Regions from separate parts of the Sus scrofa genome. Here region 1 is linked to region 2. The links are chromatin contacts, called in public HiChIP or PLAC-seq maps. All regions are on one chromosome and are shown on one strand. The core of a region is the stretch at or near the end of the contact, and the rest is flanking DNA. Distances in the headings are between cores, read along the strand shown.

The links. HiChIP or PLAC-seq counts read pairs in DNA pulled down with a chosen protein or histone mark.
Region 1: a contact with region 2 is called in an H3K27ac HiChIP or PLAC-seq map of alveolar macrophages. The contact joins the promoter of TRMT1L here to the promoter of EDEM3 in region 2. A contact is called at or near these places in 1 of 5 promoter capture datasets (liver) and 1 of 2 datasets of contacts at active chromatin or transcription factors (alveolar macrophages).

Annotation. Positions count from the first base shown.
Region 1 is chr9:126,345,914-126,349,481 of Sscrofa11.1, reverse strand. TRMT1L (TRMT1-like protein) reads left to right here and starts at 2,206. Exons shown (of 16, transcript XM_021102636.1): 1 at 2,206-2,668. The coding sequence starts at 2,455. SWT1 (transcriptional protein SWT1) reads right to left here and starts at 2,289. Exons shown (of 19, transcript XM_013979933.2): 1 at 2,158-2,289.
Region 2 is chr9:125,981,325-125,984,779 of Sscrofa11.1, reverse strand. EDEM3 (ER degradation-enhancing alpha-mannosidase-like protein 3) reads left to right here and starts at 1,707. Exons shown (of 20, transcript XM_021102628.1): 1 at 1,707-2,149. The coding sequence starts at 1,989. LOC110262256 (a long non-coding RNA gene) reads right to left here and starts at 1,666. Exons shown (of 3, transcript XR_002347094.1): 1 at 1,103-1,666; 2 at 597-680.

The DNA of each region.
Region 1 (3,568 bases), core at 957-3,456, 360 kb before region 2:
TAGGAAAAGCCAGCCACCATGTCCTGAGGACATTCAAGTAATCCAATGAGAAGCCCACCAAGGAAGAACTAAGATTTCTTGCCAGGGAGTTCCCTGGAGGCCTAGCAGTTGGGGATTCAGCATTGTCACTGCTGTGGTGCCGGTGTGATCCCTGGTCCGGGAACTTCCACATGCCACAGGTGAAGCCAAAAATATAAATAAATTAAAAAAAAAAAAAAAAGCTTCTTGCCAAAAGAATCAATTGGCAGGCAGGTGAGCCACCTTTGAAGCTGATCCTGCAGTGCTAATCACGCCTTCGCATAGCAGCGTTTCTGGCAGGTATCTTACTGCAACCTCCCGAGAAACCCAGAACCAGATAGAACCAGAAAGCCGTTTCTGAATTCCTGGTCCATAGAAACTGTAGGACAATAAATGTTTTCCTTGTTTTAAGCCACTAAGTTTTGAGATAACTTAGGCAGCAATAGATGAATAATACACTCACTTAATATAATGCTTCAAACTTTCAAGTCCCCTTCTATAAGATGTCTTAAGAGCAGGGACCATGCTTAGAAATTCTTATTAAAGTGACCACAGAATGCACAGGCTAAAATCCAACTCTTTTCATCTTTTGATTTCCAGCTGGTATTAAATGATGAGACTGACATACTGGATCAAGCTTTCAATTATCCATCTAGTTTTTTTAGAAATAAACAAATCCAACAATTCTAGAATGATGCATAAATAAAGTTAACCACTACTCACATCTGTGTTATAATGTGTTATTATCTCATTTTCAATTAAGTGTGAAGAGCAGTGAGGCAGTATACATTCAGGAATACGAGCTCAAAGTTGGGTATGCGGTCACTAAGAGGGCTTTAGAACTAGAATTCACAAAACCTTTGAGGGGATAAACTACGTTTCCACTAATCTGATTGTGGGGTGGGGGGGAAAGACCCCTCCACATAACTTCCAAATTTTGCGGGGGGGGGGGCGCTGGGGGACAAATTCCTGTTTGCCAAATAATCACAATTCCTCTCCCCTGGGTACTGAAACAAGTAGGAAATAAACAGACCCATGAAATTGGCATTAAGTATCTGTTTTATTAACGAGGAACCGAACAGGAAGTGCGAGTCTTGCACCGAAATTAAAAGCAGCTTCGCTTTCCTTCCTTGCTGCCACTAACATTCGGAAAATCCCTGGCAGAGCAGCCAGAAAATCCAGATTTTCCCCGTCTACCCCTGTCTTGAAGGAGCGCGGCTTAAGCTCCCACAGGCTCCGAGAGTAAAGGGAAGAGAAGTGTGGGAACCAGAGAACGCTAGAGCATTTGCCTTGTGGAATCTGAATCGCGTTAGTCAAGCGCCCCGAGCTCCACACACTGACGAGCTCTGGGCATTAAAAGCCTAAACTAAGGTAGGGCACCCACCCAAAAACGCAATACCCGATTCACAGGAATTTTACAACCATAGCGCAGCGCTGATACTGGGACTAGCTAAGTTAAAACAAAAATAAAGATAAAAGGAAAAGAGTCTGCGGGTCAGATGAGGGTGCGAAACGAAGGGCAGACCCTCCAACTTCAAGTCAACCAGAGTGAAAGGTGAGCTTCGTCGGCGGCTCGTAAACCTCCTAAACCCACAGGCTCGGGAACGAACTGACCAAAGCCTACTCCTCAGCAAGGGGGAGCCCCCCAAAGGCAGGGCCGGGCCAGAACCACACCCTTCGGAAAGCAGGCTCAACCCCGGTCCGCCCACAGTGGCCCCGCCCAGACTCGAGGGGCCCCGGAATCCCTCCGTCCCGTCGGCCGCCCACTAGGGCACCTGAGGCAGGCGGGGAGTCCGCCCAGCGAAACGTCAACGAGCCCCCCAGCTCCCTACCTTAACTTACCGGCGCTGGCGGCGGCGGCGGTGGCCACTTGGGACGCCCAGGCCAGGGGAAGGGACCCCGAGGGGAAGGGACCCCGAGCCCGATGCCCGGTGGGAAATGTAGTTCTGCGCTCGTACGCAGGCTACCGCTCGAACTCTCCGGGCGTTTGTTTAGCTTTGCACGTACGTCCTCGCCGGACTGGGAACGCGGCTCCGCCCCACCTCGGAGGCGCAGTGCACCCTGGGTAGTGCAGTCCTGGTTGGGTTCGGGGGTGGGCGGCTGGAAAGGAGACGCAGCGTGGAAACAACACTTTCTTACCTCATTGGACGCCGTCCCCAGCACGCTCCTGCGCAGTGTGCGCTGACGTCGTTACGCCTCGGGGAAAAGGAAGCGGACGGGACCGTGAATCGCCGGCTCTGGCTTTTTATTTTTCTGCTGACAGGATTGGGTCACTGGTTCTTCGTCTTTTGTCTGTTGCCCGCATCCTGCCCTCCCCTTTTGCTGCCCCACTCCTCGGATCCGTCCTCTGGGCGTTCACGCCAGTTCTCTCACCCCGCCGTGAGCCCCTCCTGGTCCCGGGGCGGGCCTGGCACGGAGGCGGTAACTACGGAGAATATGGCGGAGGAGGAGCTGCTGCCCCAGGAGAAGGAGGAGGTGGAGGGGGCCCAGGGCCAGGTCCCGACCCCGGCCCTGGATTCGGCTCCGGCCTCGGCCCCGGCACCGGACTCGGCTCCAGCGCCGGCCTCGGCTCCCGTCCCAGCCCCTGCCCTGGCCCAGGCTCCGGCCCTGTCCCCGTCCCTAGCCTCTGCCCCTGACGAGGCTGAAAGCAGTAAGTGCCGGAGGCCCAGCTCTTTCTGCTGCAGCAGAAGTGCGCCTTGCTGGGGAGTACGGGAGGCCCTTCTTCACTGGGGTGGCTTTGATGAGAAAAGGCGAATTTAGAGAAATGGGGGAAGGAAGGAGGGACCCTGTAGCGGGTAAAACGGGCACTGGATGGGGGAAGGCATCGCCGCAAACCTCGGGGACCTCACAGTGAAGCATATGCGGAGGCCAAGGGTGCTACGGACAGAAGGAAGTAATGAGATTGGGGGCTTCTTGATTAAAGGGGACCTATTTCTGGTACAAAAATAAGAAACTACACCTAATTGGGTAGTTTCCCTCGCAGCCCCGTTCACTAAGTCCTTCAAAATATGAAATAGTCACCGAGGCAACCTGTTCACTGTAGCAGACTCTGACTGCCAACATATATAAACCGGTGCTGATTAGCTTTTATGCCTCAACATAGACAAGAGATGGGTTTTTCTCATTATTTCATTCTTTGTAGCTGTTTGCTTCCAAAAAGAATTTGAGGCTGATGAGTGATTTAAGAAAGAATCGACTAAATTACAAATGTCTTCCCTCAGTCGTAAATACCTATTGAGTTCGTTTTTTCCTCGCAAGTCCGCTGTTGAAAATTAACAGCCTATATTATTGTGCTTCTGAATGTGCGTGCATGTTTTCTAAGTGGTGCTTTATTGGACCGTAAAGGAATTTAAAAGATTGATGAGTAACTCACTGTTAAGAATCTTCTGAACATTTTTAATGTAAAATCTAAGCAAGTTTTCTTTTAAAATTTTTGTCCTGAAATTGACCCTTATGCTCTTTCTGAATTATAACGAAATATCTTAGGCATTTCTTGTCTCTCCTACTTCAAGGCCAGTTGTGAGATTAACGTTTATAAAACATTTGGATG
Region 2 (3,455 bases), core at 458-2,957:
GAGGGAATAGTGAGCAAAGGCACCGAAAAGGATTTACCATGAGAACCTGTGAGTTTTCCCACAGGATTTCAGAGCAGGGCAGGGGTAGAAGGGATATAATGTGTTCAAGGGGTTTGTAGATGTCCTCAAATGCCAACTCTAGTAGCAATGCAGAGAAAAGTTAGGGAGGCAGGGAAATAATTTAGGAGGCCATCGTGATAGTTCAGGAAAGAGGTAATGGAGGCTTAAACTAAGCAGTAGAAAGAAAGAAAGTGATAGCAGAAGTAGAATCTATCTAACTGGCAAGTGACTGGGCACAGACCGTGGAGGAGCAGGATGCGTTGAAGATGATACTGACATTAATTTGAATCAGTGAACACATGACTTTTGAGCTTACTCTTGGGAATTTCTATTAGGGAGGAGGAAAAGTGGGTCTAGAAATCAGGATGTATATCAACCACAGGGATATGATGCTTGAATCCATATAAGTGGAAGAAATCACCACGGAATAGAGTACAAAGAAAAAAACGCACACACATAAACACTTTAAAATGCAGGAAGCACCTGCATTTTAAGGCAAAGAGGGGGCATGAAGGCGGAGGATTCATTGATCTCACCTGAATGGTCCGTCTGAGAGGAAAGCAGATGATGCAAGGTGATAGAAATCAAGGAAGAAACTTTCCAGAAAGGCAGCTCAGCTGCTGAGGGCACGAGGAGAAAGCAATTTCCTGTGGTCATAGAGGTCAAATCCAAGCTCCTAAACTCCACACCTACCCACTCAATTACCACGTGTGAAAAACGATGTGTATTTTCAAGAGGAACCTAATTCTCATTTTACCAATGTGAATCGGTGGGAATGGGTGATCAAAATAAATTGCAATTTCCAATCTTTATTAAACGTTCTTTGCAGCTCACACTATTTTCCTTACATTGAGCTTTTAAGATAACTATTATTAAGCAAGTGCGAGGCCTCCCCTGCCCTCCTTCATTTCACCCTTGTGGTTACATGCGAGGACTTCTGAGTCACAGAAGCTGGTTGGAATCTAACCCAGCAGATGAGGCTTGTAACCTAAGTTCTCCGACCTCAGCTTCCTCGTTTGCAAAATGGGACCGGGGTACTTACCAATTAAAGTTGCCAAGAGTACATGAGCGATTACAAGGAAAACTCTCAGCACACTGCCGTCAAAGGCTCGATTCATTTTTGCCTTTAACGTTTTGCAATCTCGGTGAGGGCAGAGGACAACTCCAAAAGCGTATGCATTTAGGGACTACTATTCCTTATGGCGTGCAGCACGGACCTGAGGCCATGTGAGCCTCATCTAGCCGGCACTCACGGAAATGTATTTGCAGGAAAAAGGCTAAAGAGCTGACAGGTTCCTGGGAACTATGCAACCCACAAAGGGAGGGCTGGTGCAAGACGCCAGGGAAAGCCAGATCGCAGGAACCGCCCGTGCCCCTCGGAGAACCACATGTCCCAGGGTGCAGCGCGCCCACCCCGGAATTTTAGCCCGGCGGATCCAACTGCGAGAGCTCCGAGGAGGGAGCAGTGCACGCTGGGACCGGTAGTTTTCAGGTCTCAAGTTCACGGGTCGGAGGACGGCCGAGGCTAGAGGTCCCTCCCCAGTCCCGCCTTTTGTCCACGTCTCACTTCTGCTGGCCAATACCCTCTCCTGTCCCCGGAGCCAGCCCCTCTCTGATCCGGTCCCCATTGGTCCTGAGGCTCAGCGTCTGGGGCCCTACCCGGAAGTCGCGTCGGGGGAGGTGGTTTCCTAGACTACGACACCGGAAAGCTGGGGGAGGCGCTCTGGGCCGCTGAGGGCGGAGGGCGGTGGCAGCGCTGGCGCTGGGGACCGGCTCGGTGGCTTCGGGAAACCGTTCGGCGACGGCGACCGCTCGCGTTCCTCCGCATCCCGCCCTCCGCACGGCTCGCAGCCCCTTTGCCACCGGCGTCCAGCAATGTGTCCCACCGGCCGGGCGTAGCAGCTGCGCGTGCGCGGAACCGCGGGGCCATGAGCGGAGCCGGCGGCGGCAGGGGCTGTGGGTCTCGGGTCCCCCAGCGAGCGCCATGGAACCTGGTGGCGGCGACGGCCGCGCTCTGTCTGGTGTCAGCCACATCCGTGTGGACGGCGGGGGCCGCGCCCATGAGCAGGGAGGAGAAACAGAGGCTTGGGTAAGGGCGCTTGGCAGCCTGGGGTGGGTTTCCTCGTGAGGCTGACCACAGGTTAGGTGCCTGTCATTGCGACCTGGGCGCGCAGTGGCCTCTCCTGTCGCGATGGGGACGGCTGTTGCCTCGAGAGGACCCTGGCGGGGTGGACAGGGTGCAGGAAGGACGGGGCCACCGCCCGCGATGCGATCTCGAGGGGACTCTCGGGGTGTCTCTGGGGCCGTCGGTGACATGTGCAAGCTCCTTGAGGCCAGCCGCGGTGTGTCAAGGCGGCTGCCATGTCAGTGGCAGGTGAAGGGGGCTGCAGCGTGTCCCTGCGCGTGAGAATTCTGCGGGTTGTCTTTCATCAGGGACGTGGTGAGATTTCTCGCATAAGTGAGCTCCCAGCTGGGAAAATGTTGCTGATCCCACAGTAGTTAAGGAAATCATGTTTACACCTGCTGTGGAAAAGGGGGTATTCATTGGAACCTGAACTTTAAACACTTTACCATTTCCTTGTGGTGTTTTCTTGTTTTGCACTTTCCTAATAGGATAGTATTTGATGGCAATATTTAAAAGACCTAATTAACTATGCTTTTTTATTCAAAGTAGTTTTAATAGGTTTTTTTGTTTGTTTTTTTAGGGCCGCACCCGCCGGCATATGGAGGTTCCCAGGCTAGGGGTCGAATTGGAGCTGTAGCTGCAGGCCTCTGCCACAGCCACAGCAATGCGCCAGATCCGAGCCACATCTAGGACCTACACCACAGCTCACCAGCAATGTGGATCCTTAACCCACTGAGCAAGGCCAGGGATCAAACCTGTGTCCTCATGGATACTACTCAGATTCGTTTCCACTGAGCCACATCAGGATCTCCATATTAGTCTTGAAAGCCGTAAATCTTCAGTTATCTGTACAGCATTGAACCCAGAGTCACTATCCCTAATGTACAATAGGTCCCACAAACAAATAAGGAATAAGCCAAGAACCAGTAGAAAATGGGCAAAGGGTGTTTAGAATTAATTCACACAAGAGGAGATACAGATGGTCAGTAAACATGAAGTTACTCAGTCTTATAATCTGAGAGATTAAAAAAAATGAAATAGCTGGGGTTTTTTTTTTTGTTTTGTTTTTTGCCATCAAGTTAATCAACAAAACGCAATACATGGATAGAGTACTGGATAGGTGGGATGTGGGAAGAAGCCTGATGGGAGTGTAAATTGCCGTAACTTATTGACAGTGTCTACTAAAATTTAAACAGTATGTACTCTTGGTTCATTAATCCCATCTCAGGGAATCTGTCCTACAGAAAACACTGTTAGAGATAGGTGTGCA